2 separate regions of the Cyprinus carpio genome follow, and region 2 is linked to region 1. A link is a contact called in public Hi-C data. All regions are on one chromosome and are shown on one strand. The core of a region is the stretch at or near the end of the contact, and the rest is flanking DNA. Distances in the headings are between cores, read along the strand shown.

Region 1 (6,767 bases), core at 2,360-4,859:
AATTTATCAACAAATATTAAATCATTATTATTGTTATATCAGCATGCAAAAACAGGTTCATATATGTTTCTTTAGATGCAAAATGAATGTGGATTGATGCTTTTTTAATATATATATATAATTAGCGTGAATGTTATCTAGAATTTCCAGTGGAAAAAGAAAGGTGGGGGGGGTGCTAGGTTTGATTGCCAATGAAAACACGAATTGTATGTTGGTTTACTGAGGGTGTAGCAGACAGCAGACATTTAATTCTTTGTCTAAAATTATTGCTAGGGACAATTTAGTAATTGCTAGATATTGGTAGGAACTTCCCTGCTGAGAGAAAAACAAAAAACAATAGAAACATCACAGAAATTCTAATGGTTTCCACTAAAAGTACCATTACAAACCATCTATCAACCATTAAGAAATAGTTTTCTGTGGTGTGTTTTGGGCCATATTCCATCAGGGTTTCGAGGTTTAAATACGCCACCAACAAAAAGCGACAAATGGCCAGTAAAGACCGGGCTATATGCATCTACCAAGAGTAAAAAGAAATCAGGTTATAATAATGATTCGTTTATGATCATAACAGGCAGAAGATGTTGTCTGTGAAATCCGTCTATCAGTATCCAGACGCTCAAACCGGAGATGAAGACGCATTTGCTCGAGAACCGTTCGTCGTGTGGTTTTCGTCTCCAAAAACAGGTGAGACATTTACAGAAGAGTGTGAAAGGTGAACCTCTTACCCCCCACAACAACAACGATGCGTTTCATCCCGTCTGTCTCACTACAGAAGTCAGGGATTTCGTCATCATCCCCATTCACACGGCTCCAGAAGCGGCTGTGAAAGAACTCGACGAACTCTTCGACGTTTATCAGAACGTTTCACAGCTGTGGCCCTCAGACGTAAGCGAAGCGTTTCTCTACCCTGATCCCCAAATCACAAAAATATGTTTCGATTAGAAGTAGAAACGTTACTTCTTAATGTTGTCTGAACATTCCAAACGTCCAGTTTTTAAAAATGTTTTAAATTGATTTTTCGCGGTTATCGAATGTTAAAGGAACATTCCATTTTAGCGTTTTGGAAACATTGTTGTTACTTTTAAATGTTCTCTGAACATTCTGAAACAAGTAGTAACATTAAAAAGAAACAGATAAACATTTCACTAAAACGTTCCGTGAATGATGTATGAATAATATTTTGTGCTATTAACATTATTAAAGACCAGATAACTCTGAACAAACGTTTCATTAATGTTACTGAAAGATTGTTTGCTCATAACTATGCCAAAACTTTCTGAGAACATTCCTTTTTAGCTGGGTTAATGTCTGCCATACTGGGTTTTATAATATTCACTGCCTCAACAATAAAATCAACAATCCATAAAATCTATTTCATATACTGTCTAATAGTACAGCAACATGTTAGTATTCTAAGCACACCTGCGGAATAAATTCCTTCTTGTTCATGGTCTTCTGCGCACCTGGTTTCACTCTCAAAGCGTCTCTGGTTTCCTCTGAGTTCCTGTTTCCTCACTCAGTTTTCTAATTTTGTCAGAACTTCATCATCATGGGGGATTTCAACGCCGCCTGCGGTTACATTCCAAAGAGACAGTGGGTGAACATCCGCCTGCACTCTGAAACTGAGTTTGTGTGGCTGACAGGTGACAAGCTGGACACGTCGGTGAAGACATCGACCACATGTGCTTATGACAGGTAGACAGATAACACTGCATTTGTTCTATACATCTGACTTGGCGACTATGATAATTTCACGAACTGACAACCTTGTTGGTTTTGGAACAACATTCTATTAGCCAGTCAGATTTTAGGGTCAGGTTACATTAACATTTATGCATTTAGCATGCACTTTTATCCAAACAGACTTGTATTGCATTCACATTTTCCCAGTTCATGCTATTGCTGGGAATCGAACCCATGACCTTGGAGTTTATAGCCTTAGTAAGAAGTGTGCTGGAAGTTGTGACGAGTTAATCGAGTTTTACTAGTGTATTATGATTTGCTGATGTATTTGGCACACTTCTTGAGGGTCTAAAGTGAAAGTGTATGACTTTCATCTGATGTTATGAAGGACAAACATCCCCTAACGTCTCAGATAACGTCATGTGATGACCAACACATTCCCATTTTCTTGTGCTGCAGGGTCGTCCTCCGTGGAGAGAAGATGATTGAGGCTGTGAATCCTGAATCTGTGGAGGTGTTCAACTTTAAAGAGGAATTTGGCCTCACTGAGCAGGAGGTAAATATATTCTAATGAGATTCTAATCTGTTCTGCTGTTTGGGTTCTGTAAGATTTTTGTAATGTATTTAAAACAAGTCTCTTCTGCTCACCAAGGCTGCATTTATATAATCAAAAATACAGTAAAATTGTAAAATATTTTTTCAATTTAAAAGAGCTGTTTTCTATTTGAATATATTTTAAAATGTAATTTATTTCTGTGATCAAATCTGAATTTTCATCATCATTACTGCAGTCTTCAGTGTCACATGATCTTCAGAAATCATTCTAATATACTGATTTGATGCTCAAGGAACATTTCTGATTATTATCAATGTTGAAAACAGTTGTGCTGATTAATATATTTGTGGAAACATCTGGCATTTAGTTTAAATAGAAATCATTTGTAACATTACAAATGTCTTTAAAGCCAGCTTTGATCAATTTAAATCATCCTTGCTGAATAAAAATATAAACTAATTTCCTTAATCATTTTACTGACCCCAAACTTTTGAACGATTGTGTGTTTATGTCAAAAGTAACAAAAAAAGAAATCTCTGAGCTCTGAAGAAAAAAGTTTAAACAAAATTGACAAATGACAAGATTAAGGGAGACAGGGTACTTATTAATATTAACTCATTTAGCAGACGCTTTTATCCAAAGTGACTTACAAATGAGGACAGCAGAAGCAATCAACTGTAGTATTAAAATAACTAAAACAGATCCAAAACTAAAAGCTAAAACTTTATAGGTTATATATATATATATAGGTTATATCTCAGTTACGCTTTTTTCTGCAGTAGTTGTGCGTAATCTCTATTGGCCAGAAATATTTAATATTTAGCCTTTTCATAAATCGCTCAAAGTTGTTAAGTGCAGATATGTTGTATAATATGTCATTATATGTCATAAACTTGATAAAATATTCATTATGAGTAAGCTGTGACAACTTGCCCGGGTCAGTAAAGGAGACACTAACAGCTGTGTGTCTGTTCTACAGGCTCTGGCAGTGAGTGATCATTTCCCGCTCTGCATCACAGTAAATCAAGCACAGAGGAAAGGATAACAACCTTCTCCATTTACACTTTACTGCTCGCCTGCTTCATTAGTCCTACAGATGAGAATGAGAAACAGCTTATAGGAAAATGAACGAATTCTAACTATCTTTGATGTAGAAATCGAGTGTTCAGTGCTTTATTTGTTGACTGTGTTTTTGTAGAGAAGAACAGAAATGTTTGATTGAATGATAATGACAAGCTTCCAGTGCTTGTTAATTATGAACCAGCGGTCTGTAGTGTTGGTTTACTGGTTGCTGTGAGACACTAGAGTTAGTTTGCAAGTATGTTTCCACTGTAACCCGTCTCCATTTCTCCATTAATTAACTCTGTGCACCACAACACCTGTATAAGTGCTTCATATTGACATTTGCATGTATGCTTATCTGATTTATTTCATTTTAATAAAAGATTTACTCGAGTAAAAGACACAGAGTATTAGATTTAAGGTGAATCCGTCTGTTCAAGTTCAATGGGGTGAGAAAACATTCACTGGTGTTTCATCTGAGTTGATCAGTCACTGTGGGAATATTAAAAAAGCCATTCCTGGCATAGAAAGTGTTTCTTACGATCCCAGATCTCCCATAGGCTGGTGTTTTACAGTCAATCTCATAGTCACCTGAAGAAACAAAGCCAGTTGAGTGCTTGACATAACATGCAACCATTTTTATAATAATCCTACTGATAATATTTGTTTTTATATAAACTACCATTCAAAAGTTTGGGGTCAGTAAGATTTATTTTTATGAAAGAAATTAATATTTAATAAATAAATACTTCATCTTCCAGGCCAGCCACGTGTAGGCCTCCTTCAGGATATATATATAAATCGTTTTGTCTGAACTAACCCTTTAAGCGGGTGTTGTAATCCTCAGATTTTTCCTGAAGGAGGCAGCAGAACATTATTCTGAACATGATCAGCCAGTGAGTGACAATGGAAGTTAATAATCCTAAATGACAAGCTAACTAACTCACATTGACTTCATCCCGCCTATACAAAGCAAAGGAAATCATGAATATTGAGCAAGACCTTTGGAACTACAAACATGCATGTTTATATGTTATCCAGGGTCGTTTCTACGGTAACAATGGAACATTTCTCAATCAAGGTGGCCAATGCACCTTCTGTTATTGGAATTCTAAACAGAACAGAGTTCCCCAGTTAAAGGAACAGTTCACTCAAAAAGACATTTGATCCTTTACACTCCCCCTCAGAGAATGTTGTAAAAGAAAATTCTGAAAGTTTCACTCTCAATAAATAATGAGGCTGTAGATTCTTTAATCTTGAATTCTTTATTCCAGTCAGTTTTAATAAGCAAAATGTACATCGAATCTATTCACGTGTTTCACAATAAGGCACCAACGGCTAAACACAAAATACAGTTAATGTCCCCTCTTGCCCTTAAAACACTTACAAAATACTTCACCACTGGAGTATCAAAACTAGCAGAATTAAGACAGAGAACGTGAAAGACCTGCATAAATCTATTACTGTGACTTTTGTGTATTAGCGTCTTCATAAAGCCAGAAAATCAGATCTTTTGGTCTTTAGGGCTTTATGTAAACTGTTCAATGAAACCCGTTGAGATGAATACACTCAATGAATGCACTTCGCTTGATTTGAAGTGATGCATGATGCTTTGATTTATGAGCGAGTGAACATCACAGTTCCGTTTATGCACTGAGAATCAAACAGACATGGATAGGTTATAATATGTGCATTAAAAGTGTCAGTTTTGTTAGAAAGAGACGAGCGATTAGAGTCAATATCAGTAGTAAAGAGACGTTTGGGCGTGAAACCCTGATCGGTTTGTTCATACACCGTCTTTTAACTTTTCAACACTCATCTTTAGACTTGCAATGCTGAACTAAATTGAGAAATAGAAGTAATGTACAATTCATGCATCATAACAACATGCCATTAACGTCACATTCCAGTCAAAAACCTGATCAAGTGCAAAGTTCAACAGAATGAAGAAGCTCTTCTAGTTGTTTTTGTACAGTGTCTTTCTCTCCGTCAGCAGTGTTTCTGATTAACCGCAGGGAATTATGGGACGGTGACTTGGAACGGGGAGCCTGGGATGTGTTCATCTCCCCATTTGACAGCCAGAATGTAGTTGCCCCTCTCCTTTAAGACGTAGCTGACATTGTACTGCATGTTTCCCATGTGTTTGACCAGGATCTCCTCGCAGGGAGTCAGAGGACCGTGAACGCCGACCAGGAGCATGTTCTTCCCTGAAATACAAGGATACAGCAGACAACAAATGGTGAAACACAATTATGCCCTGTATAAGATGCAGTTCTGCCAATACTGCCATGATAGAGTGTTAATCAATCAACCAACAAATCATTTATATGATCATATATCATTTGTTAATTGGGGTTTTAACATGAATGGAACTACATGATAATATACCTACGTTCTCAAAGAACATAGGCTTTATATATTTATATATTTATTTATTTATTTATTTATTTATTTATTTATTTATATTTATATAAAATGTATATAATCACTTCAGCTCCATTACTGAACACCATCATTACATGAAGACTTCACTCTGTTACTGGGTGGATCAAATTAAAATATCATGCTTTTTAATTGAGTTGACACAAATTAAGTTATGAAGTGAATAAATGTACATTTTTAGAAAAAAAAACATTTTCAGAAAAACCTGTTTTAAAACATGGTTTGTCCCTCATCTCATCAATCACTGAAATAAATGTTTTATATAAATGTATATAAAATAAAAAAAATTAAAAAACATTGTATTCTTCTTCTTATTATTATTAATAATGTATTATATAGTGAAATTTACTAAAATGACTCCTCATTTATCCATTTTCCAAACTATGTATCCTCTGTAGGGTATTTATTTTAGAGGATGTAATATATAATTAATGAACCTCATCAGCTTTTTGTTGAATGCATATGCATTTGTTTCTAGTGATAAACTTTCATCATTTAATTAACTTTTTGAGTTCATCTCGCTCATGCTCAGGTTGTTCTGAATAACCCGAGATCTCACCTGCTTTACTGCAGTCCACAGAGAAAGACGCTTTCTGGCCCACGAAGGCCTTGCTGAGCCCCGGACCTCGACTGAGAACCTTACTGGCGTCAGACGCGGCTCTGGGAGAGGCGCTGTAGGAGTTGACGCTGCTCGCCCGGCTCACCGGATCCACCATCAGAGTGGACATCTCACTGGCGTTCGTCACGTTCACCAGCCGCGGCCCTGAACACCAGACAAGCCCATCTCAGTCCATCATCACCCAACAACATCACTTCAGTTCAGATCAGTCCGCTTCTGCTCACCTGTGACTTTGGCCTTAAATGGGCTTCCGGTGATGTGGTTGGGGCCGCCATATTTGATAGTGATGACGTAGTTTCCAGGGGCCATTGGTGTGTAGTGCACTTTAAAGCCTTCGGGACACTCCTGACACTCCATCTTGACCTTGGACGGGCCCTCGATGGTGACGCCCAGAGATCCCGG
Region 2 (6,767 bases), core at 2,472-4,971, 89 kb after region 1:
TAAAGAGAGAAGCAAAAACACAGGCAAATGTTATCCGGTGAGATTTACAGTCAAAACAGCAGACGCTGTGACCTTCTCCTGTTTATTTAGCTGGGAATTCTCACCCATCTCTGAACACGGCTGCTCTTTGAAAAACTGGAAAGTCTGGGCACTGAAGCTCACGATAAAGCTCAACCTTTCCACGCGGGTCTAAATGTGTGTCAGTGAAAACGCCCCACCGACTGTTTCAGGACAGGAAGATACCGTCATTCAGGAAGTGCTGTGTTAATCCCAAAATAAAGAACTTCTCCACACACGTCCTGTGTAATACAACTAATATAAAAGTGTGTAAAAACAGCAACAAGGAAGAGCATTCAATAAAGGACTCATACAGAAATCTAATTTGTCTTAATCAGTAAAAACAAACATTTCATGAAAACATAGCATGTTTCAAATCTCAACACGTCCTCCACAGTCCAAAAATATCACAACTAAACTGCTAAAATATAAAATATATATACATACACACATACACAAACATATATATGAATAAATTAGGATGCAAATAAAATAAAGAAAAATAAATACATTATAAAAAGACTATAAATAAATAAATATATTTGAAAATGCAAAAGAAATTGAAAAAGAAAGTAAATAAATTTGGTACAACAACAAATTTGCAGCTAATGTTTATGCAAAAAACAGGCCATTAAAATATGTTTCTGGCACAGAAATAATAAGAATAAAAATAAATAATAATTAATTTCCTAAAGGATCACAACATTAGAAATAATATATATTTCTAACACTGAATATGAATAAATAGGTAAAAAATAAAATAAAAATAAAAATGCATTATTAAAAAAGCAGGAGGATAAATAAATGATAAATATAATATAATATAATATAATATAATATAATATAATATAATATAATATAATATAATATAATATAATATAATATAATATAATATATAATATTAAAGTGAACAAAATGTAAAAAAAAAAATGCAATAAAAAGATGAACATTAAAATTTAAAAAAATGACAAAAAAAGGAAAAATTAAAAATTACATTTGAGACAACAAATTTACAGCTGCTCTATACAATCCGTGCAAAGGGGGCACTTCTTAAAGGTACAGCAGCAAAAACAGGCCATAAAAATATGCTTCTGGCAAAAAAAATAAAAAAGTTCAGAAAAAAAAATTGTTGCATAAACAAACAACAAAAAAAAACCTTCTTTTTGAAAAAAAATCCTTGTGCACCTTCGTACTGACAAAGTTTGTCCTCCATCCAACCCTCTCTAACTTATGCGTATTTAAATCTTAATACAGGTTACTCCCACTGCCTAAGACGAATGGAAAACTCTGATGCAGTGCATGGGTGACTAGTTATTAGGTCACTGCATTGACATGTCACGGCTCTCCAAAGACACATCAAGCTTGGGAAACTCTCTGTGCAAAGAATGATGAATAACCCAGAGCTCATGCTCTGATTCTGAGACACACAGAAACATGTACAAGTCCATCCTGACGTGTCCTCAGGCCCTCACACCTCAAGTTTCATCACAAATGTGAATGAATGAAGTTTATTTGCTCACAAACATACGTAACCAGGCAAGAACCACAAGGAAATTAGGTTGGGCGTCGCCATGGCAATGTTTGCATGTATTTTGCTTCGAGCAACTGACTGCCAAATATGGAAGAAACGTCCTGTGACCCCGACTGTACAGGTGACAGTAAGCACCTGTTCTGGTATTGAACGTATGTGCATAATCTATTTTCAGGATCTACACAAGCACTGGCACATAAAACAACAGCGACGGCGTGAGAAATCACATAAAAGCCACAAGAAATGCAGCCTGATGCATTTGGATCGGCTTCAAGAATGTCACAGGCCAGCTAAAGGTGTTTGGCACCAAACACAACCATTATGAAACTACATCTTAATATTTAAGCCTCTGGAATGCTGAAATTCTCCGGATTTCTTAATCTTAACGAACACAAGAATGTTATTAATGGTGCAACTTTCTAAAGCCAGACCAAATAAGGAAATCCTGCAGAGATGAGACGGATAATCTAGTAAGAATCAATAGACACTGGGTGGATGTTATCTCTTATCTGCTGAGAATGAATCATGTCAGCAGCTCTTTGACATGATCAAAAATACTTTTGGTTTATGATGCAACTCTGCAAACCAAAGATGTTGAGTAAGAGAAGGCTGGGAGGAGATAGAACAAAAGTTTGCTTATTATGTACTTACATATACTAAATAAATACATTTATATTAGATTTAATAATATTTTACATTTATTTTACATTTATGTAATTTATTAAATACTTATACAATTTATAAATACATAATAAATTAAATAAATAATATTTATAAATATGAATATATAATGTTTTATTTATGTTTGATTTATAATTATTATTAAATTTATTATTATGTATTTGTAATATATAATATATATATATATATATATATATATATATATATATAATATATTATATATATATATATTATATATTAAATAATAAATAATAAATAATAACAAACCCTTTATATACTGCATCTCTCTAGGTGTCACTATATATTTAATATAAAAAAGTACCAAAAACTATAGTATTACCATGATTTTTGAGGGGTATTTCTATGTTACATGTCTATAGAGCATCTTGGCGTACCATGGTACACCACAGTACTTCATCAATAAACAGACAGGGGAAAAAAAATACAAAACTACTGTGACATTAACATGTTTTTTGGGATATGGCACCACAATCATAGTGTTTTTTGACATATATCCTAGTAAAATCCATGCATTCCTTATAAAACCATCTAGAGCCATAAAAATACCATGGTACATGATTTTTAGAATGCTTTAGCAATACCGAGCTTTATCTGATACCAAGACAGAAAAGAGATATAACAACAAAAATACTTTTTTTTTTTTCACATGAACCGTGGTAAAGTCACCGAACGCTTACAAAACCCTAGAAATGTATGCATACTATATATGATACCATCAGTGCGCAATGGTTGTTTATTTAAACCAAAAAAGCAAACAATTGCAGACACTAAAAATGTAAAATATCATGGTATTTGATCTGGCTCAAAATGAAGTTCCTTGCTGTACCACACAGGGTTAATTCAGGGTGATTGAGCCACTTTCCCAGTCACCTCAATGACAAAAGTGTCCCAATTTACCGGAGTTCACCCTAAATATCATGGTGCATTACTACGAATTAGCTCCAGGACACCACAGTCATGTTACAAGGGTACACCACAGACACTTTGGTCCGGACTAGTAAGCAGAAGAAACCAAACAAACCAACGAACAACACCATCATAATATCCCCTCCCAGAAAATAAACCCCAACGCAAACGACACCTTCACCAGCTTCATCTGTCTGAAGGTGGGTCTGGCGTGATATTTTCTGTACATCTTCTTCTGGCTGAGCACCTCGAGCAGAGAGATGAGTCGCAGTCCATCGCTCAGGTCCAGCTGCAGGTCCGCGACGCGTTTGTTGACGCTCTTCAGGTGCTCGTTACACCAGCGCGTAAAAGTGTTCTGCTGGATCTTCTTCCACGGCGCGTCGTCCGCCAGGTCCTTCTCTGTGGCCGGCATGATGATTTAATACTCGTATGTTGTCTGGTTAATAACTCAGGATGTGTTTCGTGTGTCTGCGCGTTCGTGCGCTCCTGTATTCCGAACTGTTTCTGTCTCGCGGACGCGCCTGCGCGCACTGTTATATACGGCGCGCGGGTGACGCCACCTGCGCAGCATCAAACCCAACCTGCATTTCTACAACATGTCACGGCCCTTCTCTCTCCTAGTAGCTCTTTCAAAAGAAAGTGTGTGGCAAGAGGATAATTATATATATATATAAATATAAGTTAAATAAATAAAAGTCAAATAGTAAATATAAGTACATTCATACTACCTCTTGTACACTTATCTGCAATGTTGCTTGTGTTCTGTAAAACATAATAAAAATAACACAATTAAAAGAAAACTATAAAAAAATCTGGATACACTTTTGTTTTGTTTAAATTATATTAAAGCATAAGCATACTATTACTATTATCTTGCTCTGTTAGATTTTTCCTAATTTTTTTTTTTTTTTTTTTTGTAATGTGTCTTTAAAAATAAATAATAACGAAGAAGATTGAAGCATAAACTCATTTCTAATTGTAATCTAGACAAATAACAAAAAATAATAAGGAAATAAATAGACAAAAGCATCCAAGGCCACAATTATTATGTTAACATGATGTAAAACTATTTTTGTTGATTAAAATATAGCTGAGATAAAATAAAATATAAATATTATATGGAGAAAAAAAAGTGAACCAAATGAAAATTAGAAATGTTACCTTGGCAAATAACTGAAATAAGTTTAAGTTTAACCACTAAAATGACTAACTTTATATATTAATAAATATTATTTTTTTTTATAAATATATATATGAGAATGTTCTCCTAAATCAGGTGAGAAATCTGCTACAAATCAAACACTTTACAAATAAAAACAGTTCAGGATTTTGATGTGAGAGACAACAGGAGATGGACTTTTTCACTAGAGCAAGCATTATTATGGATTATGGACTCATGTTTGGACTCTCATTCTGACGGCACCCATTCACTGCAGAGGATCCATTGGTGATGCAACACAGTTTCTCTATAAATCTGATGAAGAAACAAACTCATCTACAGTATATGATATGACCTAAGGGTCAGTACATTTTCAGAAAATTGTTGTTTTTGGGTGAACTATTCCTTTAAATACAGACCAAAATAGATTTTGAAATGTTATTAAGTAAATATGAGTCGAGTTCGCTGCATGCAATGTTTGTCCTGTAATGATTTGTCTCGGCTCTTTGTTAGTTTTTAACCTCAGTGACGGTGATGATGAATCAGTCGGATGAGGAAGGCTGCATTGACTGAAGCGATAGGATTTTCATAACTGAGCTGAGTAATGTGTCTGAGGCACAGATTACAGCCTCTGTCTGTCTGTCTGGACTCAAACCCACACGCTGCTCCAAACCAGGGCCCTCAGGCGCGGCCCGACTCATCTGTTGGATGATGTATTGTAGGTAAAGCAGACTGCATGAGATCTTTGATAGTGCTGGCATCACATTTCCAGGTGCTTCTGAATCATGTTAGAGATCAGCATTTATTCAGTGTAATGGAATCAGACACATTTTCTGTCTGAAGGGCACATATTTAACAATCAATCTGTACTTTTTACTGTACTGCTTTATTTCTGAGATTCACAGATCTTTTGAGCAACACTTTTTCCAATCAGTAGTTCAGAATTTTTAAAAGGATTTTCATCTTGTGCCACTATACGTTCCTGGCACAGTTAGCTAACCGTCTGATGAATGAGAAAATACAAATTCATCATAAAAGGCATGCATTTAATTTTCTTTTTGCATCATTAAGTAAACTGATATGTTTTATTTCTTTCCATTTATATCATGTTTGATATCATATCATTACATGATATAACATAAGAATAACTTTAATCTTTAACCCCTCACCCCATAATATCAAAACATGAATACATGTATCAAGCAAAAACAAACAACCAATGTTATGTAAACCCTTGCTAACTCATTTCTAACTAAAAATTATTAACTGTTTTTCCTTGATCAATAAATATTAACTACTGCTGATTTTCCTTGCATCATCGTCAACTAAAAGACATTTCAAAGCTACACAATGTAACTTCTGGCACTTTGCATTTTTTTTGTAGACATAACTAATGTTTCATAAATTGTCCCGATAACGAAGAAAATATAAGTTTACTGGCCCTCAACTAAGCTGATCATTTATTGAACTAGCATGCTGTTCAAACTCAAAAACGCATGTTGAAACAACTGCAAATTAAGATAACAGCAGTAACATTGTATCTGTAGTTTCAGTATGACTAAATTATACTTATTTATAGACGCTGCTCGAGCATGTTCTGTAGGCTATGTATAGCTTAGTTGCTCAAATTCTCCTAAAAATGAGCAATGGAAATAGTATTAAACCGAACACAAGAACAGAGCGCGTGTGATTTTAATGCGCTTCAGTGCTGATACAACAGTAATGTTGCACAGATCTCAGCACGGGTGTGTCGAGTGTTATCAGACGGGCGAGGAGCTTCCCGTCATCGCTTCTGTCCTGAGTCAGGCCGGGTTACACGCCCATGTGTCACAGTCATGTCAAAGCGAGGCCCCCTCGGGCCCCTGAACGTGTCAGACAGGAGTCGATGAGCTCTGGTAGTGGGTGCAGACAGCTGGCACTCTATCAGGCTTCACTGAGAATGTGATTCTGCAGGAAACATGCAATCTCAAGTTTACAGATCTCTCCCGACTTCCAGACAAAAGAACAATTCAGCAAAGCTATTTGAGACATTCCACACCTCTTATCAGACACAAGGAGATGTGCTTGAGGAGGGAAAGCTTATAATATTTTCCTGAGAACAAATATATACTTTGTAAGATGCTTAATAATGCATAAAACAGAAACATAAGTTAAAATAAATAAATAAAAAAATCTTGTAAGGGCTGCCATCTTGTGTTCATTTCTACAAAAACATTTTAAGGTGAAAACACACTATGCCAACAGTTTGTTTAAAACAGTTTCAAGAAATGAGAGGTACTGTACAGTATATCCACCTTGTTTTGCAGTTTGCAATATCAAGCAGCATAAAGGAGTGTTTTTGTAATAACTAGAAACTAATGACACCGGAAGCAGCGCACATACATTACATTGGTGAATGTTTGCTTGCTAAAT

The links. Hi-C and Micro-C count contacts between places; a contact is called where the count stands out from the background.
Region 2: a contact with region 1 is called in a Hi-C map of liver, with 3 times the contacts expected there. The contact joins the promoter of LOC109094925 here to the enhancer-like site in region 1. A contact is called at or near these places in 4 of 8 Hi-C or Micro-C datasets (liver and skeletal muscle).

What each region holds. Positions count from the first base shown.
Region 1 is chrA11:23,276,037-23,282,803 of ASM1834038v1, forward strand. LOC109095392 (deoxyribonuclease gamma-like) reads left to right here. Exons shown (of 8, transcript XM_019109102.2): 4 at 575-687; 5 at 776-888; 6 at 1,541-1,698; 7 at 2,146-2,242; 8 at 3,222-3,697. The coding sequence ends at 3,287. It overlaps LOC109094925 (filamin-B-like), which reads right to left. Exons shown (of 48, transcript XM_042766876.1): 46 at 6,590-6,767; 47 at 6,306-6,509; 48 at 4,551-5,511. The coding sequence ends at 5,324. Among protein-coding and RNA genes, the nearest start is that of LOC109095392, 4.3 kb to the left of the region's middle. Within about 2 kb of position 3,610, at least 1 of the 8 cell types and tissues checked has an H3K27ac peak or open chromatin away from gene starts, as enhancers often do. A contact at or near this core is called in liver, where this site is marked.
Region 2 is chrA11:23,364,742-23,371,508 of ASM1834038v1, forward strand. It overlaps LOC109094925 (filamin-B-like), which reads right to left and starts at 3,722. Exons shown (of 48, transcript XM_042766876.1): 1 at 3,308-3,722; 2 at 1,455-1,460. The coding sequence starts at 3,608.